2 separate regions of the Drosophila melanogaster genome follow, and region 1 is linked to region 2. Evidence: chromatin contacts called from public Hi-C data. All regions are on one chromosome and are shown on one strand. The core of a region is the stretch at or near the end of the contact, and the rest is flanking DNA. Distances in the headings are between cores, read along the strand shown.

Evidence for each region. A called contact is a pair of places that touch in the nucleus more often than the background predicts.
Region 1: a Hi-C map of the Kc167 cell line shows a contact between it and region 2, with 1.4 times the contacts expected there. The contact joins the promoter of lncRNA:CR45825 here to the promoter of lncRNA:CR44558 in region 2. A contact is called at or near these places in 6 of 107 Hi-C or Micro-C datasets (the Kc167 cell line, the ML-DmBG3-c2 cell line, embryonic mesoderm and 2 more).

The regions. Positions count from the first base shown.
Region 1 is chr3L:13,547,295-13,554,307 of dm6, reverse strand. lncRNA:CR45825 (long non-coding RNA:CR45825) reads left to right here and starts at 2,500. Exons shown (of 1, transcript NR_133233.1): 1 at 2,500-3,434. The region is part of intron 7 of bru3 (bruno 3); the gene reads left to right.
Region 2 is chr3L:13,322,277-13,329,748 of dm6, reverse strand. It overlaps lncRNA:CR44558 (long non-coding RNA:CR44558), which reads left to right and starts at 4,790. Exons shown (of 1, transcript NR_124931.1): 1 at 4,790-5,475. It overlaps CG14113, which reads right to left and starts at 614. Exons shown (of 2, transcript NM_144174.2): 1 at 514-614; 2 at 50-461. The coding sequence starts at 531. The coding sequence ends at 231.

The DNA of each region.
Region 1 (7,013 bases), core at 1,251-3,750, 230 kb before region 2:
CCATCTCGTTACCCGCATTCGGTATGATTCCCACAGAAACAGTTATCAGCTATTAAATAAATGTTCAGCTGCAATTTTATTTAATTCATGTGGCAGCCAATTTTATAATTTATTATAAGCAGCCTCTGCCTGTCAGCGATTGTCTGGCCACGCCCACCACAACCCGCCTACCGCGTCGGCCGTTTAATTGACATATTTAAAATATTAAATTGCATCCGTGTGCAAAAATTTAGTGGGCATTCTGTTTGGCTTCGTTTGAATATTTTTAGAGCTGTGCAATTATTAATTTTTAATCACGTAAATAACTCTGCATAGGCAATGTAAATATTAGAGAAACTGGAGAGGGTTGACAGTCAAAGGAATTATAAAGTGGAATAAAATTTGAAACAATCTTTTAAAGCACCGAAAACATTTTGCCTTCAAAGATTTTTGATGATCAGAGATGCAATTTTAATTGAACTTTTCGTATTAGAATTATTTTATCATTTTTTTCCCCCCATTACACATTTGTAACCGCACATAAAAGCCGTAAAGCCTCACACGTGCATTGGTGAAAAAAACGGCTGGTTGAAAAATTAATAACCAAATTTGCAACACAACGACATGACAACAATCACCCCGAGGACATCGGCAGTGGAAGGATATCAGGCTGCGGGCGTCGCTGTATTATTAATTAAATGACGCTTAAAAATATGGCAACCAAAAGCGTTTAGGGCATTCGGCGGGGCCGTCGACAATATTTGCATTTTTTTTGTTGCATTTTTAGTTTTCTGACTGCTGTTGGAAATTTATTATCAGTGACAGGCAGACAGACAAACAGCATCGGTAGCCGTGCAGCAAAAAGACTTGTTGACAAAAAATTAATAAACTAAAAACCGCGGTTATTTACACTCCACTCGATTGCAGGACATCTATGCACAAAGGCTGTGTGTTTCTCTTTTGATTGTGTCAGTTTGGCCTTTCAGCTCACATGTTACCGAATCATTGTGAAATTAGTTTGTATATTTTTGATACATTATATATATATATATATATGTAGCAAGCATTTTTTGTGCTGAGCAGTGGGAATGTCCTAGAAATTAGGCGGCTGTTTATCGCATATTTGGCCATGCATAAAATTCGCTGATTTGCATTGCATAATTTTGGGCGCCCGAGCTGTTTATTTAACTGCTGTGCCTGTGTGAGTGGCCCAAAGGCAAAAGCTTTGATTTATTATGGAGAAGTGCCACTGGCACTAAAGAAGAACTGCTGCTCTTGGCTGAAGCCTTAAATTCATCAATTAATTAACTTGAATAAATATTTCGAAAAATCAATATGAGTATCTAGGTAATTATGTGCTGGCAAAACTTTTATTTTAAAAGCATAATCTTTGTTTTTCCGAATAAATTCATTTTTCTAGAATACCTCCTAGTCATAAATAAAATAACGTGCCGAAAATCCTTATTTCTTACTAATCACCCATGCCATCATCTTTCAACTTTTGGACCCTGCTTTAAAATGCAGAAACTCTTTAGCTTAAAGTTGTTGGAGCAATTAGGGCACGCTTCATTGGCTGCCAAAAGGTACATAAACTACGTGAGTGTGGCTCTGTGTGTGTGTATTTGTGACCAGTCCCTTTCCCTTTTGCTTCTAAGAGATCCAGTCGCAAACCCAGAGCTCTAGACCAACTCAGCTTTTCATGTAAACGCTTGCTTTGCCATTCGTTCCGAGTCATTTCATTTTCACTTTGTTGTTGGCGCACTCGCAAATGTACGGAAGGGGAAGTTGGAGGGGGATCTGGATCTGAGTTCTACAATGCCATTTGCGCCGGCTGCCTTTGGCCCATAGTTCCACCTCACTAGCCACCCATGGCACCGACTTAAAATGACAAACAACATTGGGAGTCGTCGTCGCCGGATCCCTGAGAAGCGAAAAATGCTTTACCAGCGCACACACACTCGCACATAGACGGTGGACTGTAAAGGGGAGAGGGGGGAAACGCGTACATGCCATTGCACAATCATTGGATTCCGAAACATTTCTAGAATATTTAATAAGAAAACTGAAAATCGTTGAAATGCCAGCAACACTCATAATACAGGACTGGGATGGCCCAGGCACGCCCCGAAATGGGTTGTGGGATTCCCCGATAGAAGGCTAAGGTCAAAGACAATATTGAAATGCCAATTGAACTTTTTGCTATTATTAAAATTTTCCGGCTTTAGAGGGAAAGGAGCCAGTAAAACTGTCGTTAAGTTCTCTGCCCATTAGGTTGACATTTTGGTTTGGCCCGTTAAATGGTTCGGCAATTGATTCCTTGATATGCATAATCGAAATGGTAGATTGAATTTACATTCAAGAGGTTACAATTTCATTAAATAACAATACTTCCTGTTTAATAATAGTAATCTTCAATAAAAAGAAAACTAATCATCATACCCTTTTCATTTGTCGTTACAGGTATGTAAAAAAAAAAGGTCTCAACCCTCGAGATAATCAATCCTTAAAGTGTTCCGTAAGTTCAAGTGCCTTTGTCTTGTCCAGTCCCGTCGTCAGTCGAGTCCTTCAGTTCATTCTGAGCCAATCCGGACAAGATCCCAGTCGAACCCTTCGAAGACACTGAAAAATTTGTATAGCTTATTATTAATAACATTGTAAGGAGGCAAAACCCCATCAAGTAGCTAAATCTTGGGAAGCATTTAAGCAGCATGTCAGAAACAAAACGATGGGGAAAAACCGCCGGGGCTGTCCTGACTGTCGCCGTCGTCGACATTGACAGTGATTACAAGCTAAAAGTATGAAAAACAGCAGAAACTACTTAAGCACAAGAAATAACAAAAGCCCTGACCGAACCAGGCCAGTTCGGCGAAGTTTAGCTGGGGAATGGCTCGACGGCTGTAGACTGTAGACAAATTTTTTGCATAAACACAGACGACAAAGCCAACTACTGACTGCACTTAAGACAAGAGTCCGGTGGCGGTGGGGGTGGGGCGGTGTATAAACGGATGGGAGCAGAATCGAAAGGACCAAGGGACTGAAGCCAAATCGAAGGCGAAAGCCGAAAGCTGATGCCATCGAAGCCATGAAGAAGGAATTTCCTCAATTCCTCGATGTGAGATGCGAATTTTTCAATAAATGCAACCATTGGGGAATGGAGCAAGGCCACCAGGGGACCAACGGACCAACCGACCGACCGACCGTATTATAATTTCGGATGGGGCAGGACGAGCGTCGTTTAAAATATGCCTGGGCGGGGCAGGACTCGCCTCCGACTGAGTCCCGGACTAGGAGCAGGAAGCACATAAGTAGAAACGGCTCAAAATGCAAAGTAGACGACATCCGCTTTGAGATTGGATGACGTTCGTCCTCGCCATCGCCATCGTTGGCGTCGCCTTACGTCGTCGTCCTCGCCGTGAAGTATTAAAAGCAAATAAGTAATAAAAATAATAATGGAGCATTTTTACCATTTTTTTGCCCCCGCAAGAAAGGGAGCAGCTCGCAAAAAAAAAAGGATAAGCATCTTAGCGCAATTTCTTGCTGCCTTCTCAATATAACAAAAGGTCCTTGCGCCCAGGCAAATGTGCCGAAAATGTGGGTTTGAGTCAACCCAGCTGCTGGCCCTCGTCCGCCGCTATGTTGTCCTTTATTTTCTTCATTTTTTTTTTTTGCTTCCTTGGTCCGCTCATATTTCGCCCTTCGAACCGAACCAAACCCATCCGTCCCAAAAGGGACAACAACATAAATGCAGGAAATTTGAATGGACGAGCGCAGTGAATGAAATTTGCAAATATTTTTCAAAAATTGAACTTTTCTGGCAAATTTTTTCTCCAATGATGATGGCGAGCAGAAGGTGGGTGGCTCGCAGGAAGGAAAAAGGATACGGGCATGGGTATGGGTATAAGGGAAAAAGGGACTGCGCCGGGGTTTATGAAAATAAGTGAAGAAAATTGATTTGAAGTACTTTGAAGTGCAAAAACGCGTAGCCAGAATCATTGAAGAATGCTTTGGCATATTATTTCGACTTTTTTCGACAGCGCAACCAACTCTGTTTCTCTCTTTTTCAGCAGACAACTTTTGTTGTGATAAGCAAGTCGAGCAGAAGCGGGATATTTATATGAAAATGTATGCCAGAGGGGGCAGTATGCAACTGCATATCTGCTTATGTTTGAATAAAGTTGCGAAATGGAAAAATAACTGAGTCCGTAAGCAATCTCTGTCGACTCGGTGCCGACTTAAAGTTGGCTCCTCGACAAGTTTAAAGCTCACATAAGCAGGTAAATTGCTTTCTAGGCTTAGCCACATCCTGACTCAGACAACAAAGGAGTGTATAAATCGCCTAGAAAACAAGCGACTACCGACTGCCGTCTATCATTTCCTTTGGCAATTCGAGACTAGTAGCGACAAAAAATAAACTTTACCTGCAGCCAGGGAAAAATTGTCAAAATATAAACCGCCGTTCCTGTTACCGTCTGTAACCAGGACTACTCTCGTTTATCAGTCAAGGAGCAGGTCCTGGCTGGTTTTCCACATTTTTACTGCTATTTTTTTTCGTTTGCTTTCTAGCAAAGTGAAACGATTCACGCCGCCAACGCCTAGAAGTGTGTAACATTTTTTTGGCTCCCTCAGATCCTTGGCTTGCTCCTGCCAAATATATTCATTGCAAGATTTGTTGTCTGTGGAAGGAGACGTTTGCATATGAAGCAAGTTTCCTTGCCTTCACGATGTGCGTCTATGTGTGTGTTTTTGTGTGTGGGAGGCGAAGAGAGACTTACGCTTGAATTGCAAATAGTTAGAAAAGATTTGCCATGATTTGGGCTGCCACTCTGGCCCCCGGAATGCACTGAGATGAAGTCCTGGCCCCAGACCGCATTTCCTTGCTGCCTTTCAATTGCGAGGGACAACCGGCAAATTTGTCTGCCGAGGCATGCCAGCGATTTGTGCTTACTGCATTTGGGCGGTTCTGTGGGTTTCCAGGACTTCAGAACTCCAGGACTGCCAGGCAATGATTTAATCGAGACTGCCAGACATTGATGGCTTCATTTCGATGGTCTGTTTAAGCGGCAACCGATGGATATTTTTGCGGGAGTAGGGTTTAATTTAGCTGACATCTCTGTCAGTGCGGGGGCGACCATTTCGGGCATTAAATAAAATGTGAAACAATCAGAAATCAACGCATAACGCAAGCAAATAAAAATATAAAGCATTTGCGGCCAGTTGCCGTTAGCCATTTGGCCCAAACAGCAGTCGCATCCGCACACACACGCTCACAAACGCACACACACACACACTCGAATACACGCACACACATTAGTGTGCAATTTGGCCAAATGTCGCCAACGTGGCAGCCTGTCCTCCGTTCGAAAAACTTTCACAATATTTCCGCAAAACAAATTGCGCGTAAAAATGGCAATGCAATTTTTGGTCGTTTGTTGCGGCGGCCGTTGGCCAACTGGACGCCACATTGCATCCACATATGTCCTTCCAGCCGCTCAAACCCACTCTCTCCTCCACCATTTTGTGTGCGTGTGTGTGTTTGTGAGTCCTGGTCCATGTTTCTGTAATGTTTGCCCAATTGAATTTAATAATATTTTCATTTGGATTTTAGTTTAGTTTTTAGTCGAGGGAAAATATTTTCCGAGCTGTTCCCGACATGTCCTGCCTTCTGAAATGTTTTGTGCGTTCTGTGGCTGCACAATGGCCATGGGATCTGGGCCTGTTCCCAAAAAGCTAATTGGGTTCGCGTGTTGTGCGGTTAATTGTGATTTCGATTCGAATTCCAATTCTGATTATTATGTTTTCTCCATCATTAGTCTGGTTTGGCCAGTGTCTGCTACAATTTAAGTGGTCAGCTTTGTGGACTAAAGTCCAACCTTTGCAGAAGAGCATAAAAAAAAGGATATCTTTCAGTGCCTTTCAATGGCTTATCCTCAATCCTTGTCACGGACCAACTATCGCCTCAACAGCTCGTAAAACCAAAGCAGCAAATTAAACTGCTGCCGTAAAAAGACCCCTACCCACGCTGTTCCTTGACCATTATCCTGACCATAAATACAATATTTGATAATTTTATTAACAATTTCGACTGTAAATTGTTTACGACTCGACAGTGAAGGAAAAAAGAGCAAAAGGAGCTTTTTAGGCGTCTGCCGGATTGGTGCACTTTTTGTGCTGCCACAGAGCAGAAGCAGATGAAATATTCATGTTCACCGACTATCTCCGTCTTATTCCCAATTCCCCAACCCCCTTTTGCCAGAACTCGTAAATTAAATTTAGCTTCCCCCAAGCCCCCGAACATTCTGTTCAATCAAGCGTAAAAAACGCCGCAGACAGACATTGCCAGAGAGGCGGTAGAATGGGCGTGGCGAGAGCTGCTTTATCCTTGCTATCCTTGCGATCCCAGCAGTGGTTTAGTTTTTGTGCCAGATTGTGTGAGAGTGTGTACGGGTGTTTGTGCGAAAGGACTGTGATTTTAACTGCATTAGAGGCCCAGTCCTTAGTGCTGGATTCAATTTGTTGCAATGCTATGCTAAAAAGCTGAAATCAGGCGGCCAGGTCCAAGGTTCTGGCCGGAGCCAGAGGTCCTTTTTGTGCAGCTTTTCGCATTAAATTTATGAAATTGTGCGCTTCCTCTTATTCGGTCATGTTCTCTCAAAACTCAATCATGCTTGCATGCAATATCCTGCCGCCTCCTTCGAGGTCCTATGTCCTTTTTGCTCGTTGAGCCAGCCCATTTGTTTGAGTATGCCCCCATCCCGTGCTCCTGGCGACATTTATACCCAACAATAACAGCAATGTTGACACAAACACACTCAGGCTAGGACTGCCGAGGTCCTGGAGAGTCCTCAGAGTTCTCAAAAGTATGCAAGACAAATGCAGCCGTCGCAGTGAAGCGAAAAGTAAGAATGGAGCAGGAAGCAACCTTTAACTATGCTCTACCTATTTCCAACTTCTTGGAGCAAAATTGCCCTTAAACTTTTGTGTCACATTCCGAGCATATCTTGGCCAAATTCGCCCCCGAGCCCAATTCCAGCCTG
Region 2 (7,472 bases), core at 3,541-6,040:
CCAAAAACAAAACCTGGGCAAAGAAAACTGTTGCAGAGAACACTTTACTGCTGGCACAGAAAAAATATCTTTAATTTTGCATTACAATTGTTAATATAGCCATTGCCAACTATTGCGAAACTTGTTTACATATTTTCGAATAATTAAAATTGCGCTTTGATCGTTGACAATTAGAGGGCAGAAGGCAGAACGCAAATCAATAAAAAAAAACTTAAAAACATTTAATGCAATTATGGATCCCGGGCCACGGCTTTATTCTCCTTGTCATTCCAGTCGAATGACGGTGGCGCCACCTCAGCAACAGGATTCTGTGGCTCACGGATTCCCATAACCTGATCGCTCAGTGATTTGTTTTCGCGCAGAATGCGGACATATCTGAGTGCATACTGCAGCTCCGACATGGGCAGGTCATGCTCACGAATGAAGGACATGGCCTGATCAGTCTCCTCCTCCGTGTATACCTTTAATTCAAAATGAAAAGTCGTAACTTACGAAATATCTTATTGGACAAACCTCTTCTTCGGATGACATCTTGATTTTAAGCAGTATTATTATTTTGTTTTTTTTTTTTCGTTTGTTCGCTTCTACTGTATATGCTATGTGATCAAGCCTGCGAACGCAGTGAAAATGTTTTACTGGCCTACTGAGCGACACTTTATCCCATAATGAAAAAAACTCATGAAATGTACAAAAATGATTCGGCATTGCCAACACAATACAGCATGCGGCCGAAACTGACCCATCAACACTTTGGCATTGCCTTTAATATGGTCTGGGAATAGAAACAGCAGCAGGAGCAGGAGCAGAGCCGGACCAAGCCAGGACGTCACCCCACCGAACCGAAGTGAACCAACCGCATTTTGCATTTGCAGTTTACTCGGTTAACCGCTTTTCTAGCGGATTTAACACATTTCGGCCTCAGCTGGGCGACAACAGAACAGTGGATTGTTTTCGACCACGACATTTCAAAAAGAAAACATTTATGATTTTACACTCTCAATTTGAGCTTGCAAAAGTGTTGGCTCCCTACAAAAATATTAAACTTATACCAGTAATCTTTCTTACTATAAACATAAAATCTATTCTTAAATTCAATAAAATTTGTCCATGTTATATTGACTGAAATAAGGAAATCATTACTAATATATTACAGATTATTAGCTTAGCGCTAATGCCATTTTTGTTTCAACTTTTATGCCCTTTCCTCCACTGTGGCTAGTTGGGGCAAAAGTGAAAACTAGTTCAGCTGCCCAAAACATGCCAAAATGTTTGAATCGAACAATCAACGCAGAGAGATGGATTCAGAGGGGGTTTGTAGGAATGAAACGTTGGTGGATTTGGAGCCAAAATGGGCATAGCTCATATCGAGTGGCTGCATGCATTTGCCATTTCCTCGGCAATCCAACGAACCCGCCACCCATCACAGAGTGCCACGCCCACTCATATGTCAATGGGGCATGCATTTCATCCGAAGTTTTTTTTTTGGTTTTTTTTTTTTTGTTTTTATGCCTCACAAAACCCGACTCGACTGACATTGTGCGAATTTTTGACCCTAGGGTTCAACTTTGTGGAAGGTGGCTGGCATGCTGATGGGGACGATGGTTGGTTTTGGGTTGAATTGTAGCCAACATTCCTTTGTTATGGCCACCGGGCCAATGGGCTTTGGGGCCTGACCATTATAATTTCAAGTGCAAACTTTGACACTTGAATTGTGGTCCACAATGCTCAAAATAAAGTATGCTTTTCGATCCAGCTTTAAGGAACCGCACTTTTCGAGCAGTCTCGCAAGTCCTAGGCACGAGTTAAATAGATAAAATTACGCGCTTGATGGAAAAAACAAGCAAACAAAGATAAGAAAATGCTATCTACGGGCACTGGCAAATAGAATTGCACGAGGACACAACAGAACACAAAAGGCAAACAAAATTATGTTTAAGGTTATATGCTATGCATAAGTAAGTGAGGCAGACGAACTGGAGCGGGTCAGGCAAGCGGAAGTAGAAGCGGAAACGGAAGCTCAAGCAGCAAAAGAAAGTGTCTAACTGGCTGTGCATGTGTGGTGGTGTTGGTGCTGGTATTAGTGGGCAAAACCCCTCCCCCACGGGCACATCCGACAATTGGGAAAACACAACACTCACTCACAGAAGGAACAGAAAGAGAGCGCAACCGCAGGCGACTTTCAAGGCTTGGTTTTTGTCCTGCCGTTGTCCTTACAGATAGATAAAATACTATGTGTTATTACGAGCTCGACATTTAAAGAAAAACATATCCTTAACATAAAGAACATGATTCAGAGCTATAAAAAAATGCCATAATGTAGATGCCATATGATGATCATTGTGCGAAATAACAAGAAATTTGTAATAATAAATCCCCCTTTTTTCCAGTGTAATATGGCTTGCACACGCGCCGAGCGAGATAAAACATTTGTATGCTCTGATAAGAACGCATCCACTTACTTTTGGTCGCACATGACCTGAATTTTCGCTCCAAGGAGAAGCAGGAGTCAGACGAGGAACAGACAAAAAACTTGAACTTGCACACGGACCGAAAGGCAAATGAAGAAATTTAAATTTGATACCAGCCAGGGCAATCAGACGATGTGAATGATGCCCACTTTGCACACCCTGCTTGTGAATCGAACGAGGTATATTGGGCTAAGATGATAAAGATACCAATTCAACTCTTATGATATTTAATAAAAATGTAAGTGAAAAATTATTTAGAAAATTTAAATGTTCTCAATTAAGTCTGTTTTATACTTGTCCAGAAAATGATATAATATCTAAACATTCTGGATCATACAAATCATACATAACAATTGAGTAAATCATTTAAAAATAATAATTAGCAACATGTATCTATTAATTGATTAGCCTAGTATTTATAAAAAATGTCCGATATGCATTTGTTGATTCCGCTGTAGTTTGCCTTTAGTTCATCCTAGTTTAAAGGCCATTTAGCCAGTCGATTACCAACTTCCGTTCACATATTGGTGCCGGTTGACTTTACCATGTGGCACAATGGAGCAGGCTGCATTCGCTTCAGTTCCATCAGCCACCCTCTATCTGCTCTGTCTGGTGCTAGCAAAATTCGCTTTTTGTGTCCTCCTTTTTCTAAAGTTCCAGTTCAGTTACACGAAATTTTGAACGGAAATACGAAAATGAAAGATTCGTATCTGGAAAGTGGGACGAGATTGATGTGTGCACGGGTGTACGACCCACAAAAAAAAGAACGGGAGCAGAAGCATCGAAGTGCCCGCAGCACTCAAATCTGGCATGGCATGGTTTGTCTCCGCCCGTTTGAGTGCGCTTCTCTTAGACGAAAATAGGATTTGCTTGCAAATTTACGGAACCCATTGCAGATGAGTATGGAAAGTGGTGGACGAATAGGGGAGGTCGAGGAGAGAGCAGGCCTTGGGCTCGTTTTGTTTGTTTGACACTTTCGTGGTTAGTGATTGTCCATATTATGTGACAGGCGATTCAAAAGGAATTGAGCAGGGGAAAAATAGTGAAAGAGAAGCACTAGGGAGTGGTTCACCCAGCTGAGTGGACAGTTTTGTTTGGCGTTCCAGTTTTTGTTTGGCGTCTTTAGGAAAATAGAAATATACTTTAATTTCCGGTTCGAAATAAATAGTTAGTTTTCTTACATACATTTCTCTATACGAAAGTCTTTTGTATAAAACGAACAAGCTAATTGTAAGTACTAATTTTATGTAGTGCACTCAAGAAATATACTATTAAATCGTTTCCGACATACTGACGTACTTCAATCCTGATTATTAGCATACATCAAAGTCACAAGTGTCTCATGAATAAGCATCCAACTGAGCCATTTATTGCCGATATTCAAGAGTAAAGCCATGCAAACTTTAAGCGGCTTAAGTTCCCATCTGCGCAATTTAGCCAAAGAATCATCGATGGTAATTAGCCCCGTCAACACTCTAAGAAGCGGCAAGGAATTATTCAATGCGAGCTGGGAAAGTGTCAGCTGGCCGAAATGAAATTAATATTTTAGGTCGTGCCAAATAATAAGCCAGGAGCCACGACTCCGCAGGAGGTCACAGGAAAGCCGAAGTATCGTTTAACACTTCATTAAAAGCCATTCCGACAACTTGTAGACAATTAAAGACAAGTCGAGGTCTGCAGAGTGGGCGCCACTTAACACATTTCCAATGTTCATTGACCGGCAAATGAAATAAAAATTGCAAACATCTTCAACTCCGATGGCGAATGCTTCATTTAACAGCGACAAAACAACATCGCAGGCAGCTATTTGCAGGGGGTCCTTGTAAAAGGACTCTCCACACCGAGGCAATAGACAAAGTTCCCAGGCCACAAATTACACTTTGGTTTGGCAGCATAAAATGGCGTAAAAATTGCAGCTGTTTCTGCCACTCGAATGCGAGCAAAATTATTGAATGTCCTTGCTTCTTGTCTGCCGTCCCAGTCATTCCGAGAATCTTTTTCTCATATAATCAGGGATTTTCTTTCGTAGAAAAAATTTATTTATTTAAATTGGTAATAATTTCAGGAATATAAATATGATTGATTTTCAAACAGTGTTTATTATTTTATACAAAATATTAGCTGCAATATATTATTAATCATACTAACATTCTTTTACGTGTTTCCGTAAAGGGTATTTTAAACTATTTTGTTACAAGTTGTGCTTCATTTCTGAAACACTGACAAGACATTACATTTTTAGAGTTTTTATGTTTTTATTTTGGGAAATCATAAACTGGAATTTCTGTACATCCCAGCCATCTTTGAGGTTCCTTTCTGGCCATGCTTTCCCGTCTGGTTCTGTGTATGCCTATGTATTTTTTATGATGCTTGAAAATAAATAAACACTCAATACCAATGCCAAAGAGCAGACGGAGCCAACTTTCAGTGGCAGACACCAGAGAATCCGTGGCAGAGGCGATGGGAAAGGCAGACTGGCAGCATCGCGCACATTCAATAAATCTTCAGCTGTGAATAGTCACTTGAGACGGAATCGGAGGAGGAAGAGCAGCTTCCCAGGACACTGGGACTCGAACGCCTTTCGCTTTCAGTTTCATCTGCTCCTTTCCACCTAATGGCCGCAGTCATGAGCTGTTGGATAATAATAATGATGATGCTCTCATACCGGCATAGAACGTGTTTTGCTGGGCATATTGGAGCTAGTGTGTGAAAAAGCGCAGCTTGCACGTATGAACGACGGACTTAAGGCCTCTAATAGCCTCATATTTTGCACTCCAATACATAACTCACTGGGCGCCGGAAGCGGAAGTCGAGAACGGAGGACGCGAGATCAAGACCAAGGCCAAGAGCTCTGAGACAATGAACAAAACAGGATATAAGTCCCCAATGATTTGCCGAATATTTGATATCCTAAGTATATGATTAGGGGTGATTACAACGACCAAGTTCAAGTGCACTTTATGATTTCAATAAAGTAAGAATCCCACCATTTTAACTACTATTTTTGAATTATACGATTAAACTAGACTTGGGTAGATTTTCAAAAAGAAAGTTAGTACAAAATGCCTGAATGAAAATAATGAAGTTATAAAACACTACAATTATAAACTATAAAACTAATAACAGAGTACGCGAGTATCTTTTCTTACAAAAGGCAAAATATGTTATATTTTGATTTCCAGAACTGAGCAAACAAGGGTATTCGAACCAGAATGGCCTCGAAGTAAGCAACATGCAATGCTGAGCACAACAAAATGGATGCGGATGCAAGGAAAACGTAAATCAAACGGGGAAAATGGCAATCGCAACTCTCGACCCCGAGCAAACATTCAATCTATAATGGCATTTACACGACTAGGAACAGGATATGTAATATCCTTTTGGGGTTTTTAGCCCGAGCTGAAAACTGAAACGGTTCGCTCCACCCGTTCGTTCGGTAGGCAGGTCCTTCGAAATCAGGCTGGATGGGATGCAACTTACTTTCAAATAAATATGGCGCAGCCCTCTGGAACCCCGTCGCCATAAATCTCAACAATTTCCGCTGTCTGTGAGAGCAGAGGGCCCGCAACTTCCATGGCCATCTATGGATTTGCTATTGAAATTTATGCGCATGGGAGTGTCTGGCCAAGTGGATCCTAACTCTTTTTGTTTTATTTACTAAGGCAGGAAGAGGTGGGCCAGCCGGAGATACTTTTCCCTGGCTTTAGTTTCGGTCACTTAATGGATTTATTCGATTTGAAAGAATGAAAGAAGTGTCTATTGTTGCAATATCTGTCACTTGGAAATTTTGTAATACACTCTCTAATTTAAATCAACTTGAATTTGTTTCTTACATAATCATAATTGCACACAATTTGTGTGACTTTCGTTATACCTTAAAAAGAGCTTGGCCCACTACGCGCCAATCATAATTTTTAAATCTTAAGCGGCCACATAACACTCAAGTGCGAGGCTCAAAAGAAACGGCAACTTTCACTTGGTGCGCTAACAACCGAAAGGAGGCCAGGCGAAAACTCCGCTTGGCAATTTAAAAATTAAGGCGAGGAGGCGCCAAGCGGAGCAGCAAAACACTTTAACTAAAATTAGAAAAACGCAAACGAGCTGAATGCAGGCAAAGTCCCTCTTCCTTTTGGCCATAATCAGCACTTGCAACTTGGCAAGAAAAACAAGCACGGGATACACAGAAAAATGCAGACAGTAGATTATAGCTCTTCTTTATTTAGTAATAAGATCAATATGACGTTAAGGCAGCTAGAAATGGTAAGCCACGTTTCCAAAATCTATTTATTTAATTGAGAAACGGGGAAAAAAGATTTGATTTTCAAACTCTAGTCGTTCTCCAATTTGTTCTCTGTGTATGAACCAAGGAGGCAAATATGCAACAGCAACATCAACGACAACTGCAACACGGCACTATAATGAAGCTATCAACCGTAAGATGGCGCTTAGGCACGCAATCATACTTTGGAAACCTTTGGAGACCCACGGCTATATGCGACTAGTTCGTGGAGAGCGTCATATAAGTCAGATATGTAGTTCTGAGAAACAGTGTTTTTGGAAATTAGTCTCAGCACGTTAAATTTACTATTAAAAGTAGGATTATCAAAATTAAAGTATCTTTTCCATATCGTTTAAAGCAGATAAAAACTTGATATCTTAAAGAATATCGTAGAATACATGGATGCGAAACTATATTACACTCAATTTTTTGTAGCATATCCGTTAAAAAGATATTTAGTTCGCCAACGCGAGGAAATCCGATACCAGAACATCCCCTAGTTCAAGTGGCCTGCATCGTTGGCGTGGCCGTTTTCGTAATTTTCACCATGCCGCATAGACACGGCAGGCACTCACACACGCGGCGTATGCTTAATATTTCCGCCGCATCCTATGCGCATATTCATTTTTGACGACGCTTTGACGTCGCCAGTACGTTGACCGCTAGGGAATCGCCGGTGGGGGCTTCTGCATTAGCGTTTAATAGTAGACGACGCTGTCCTGGGC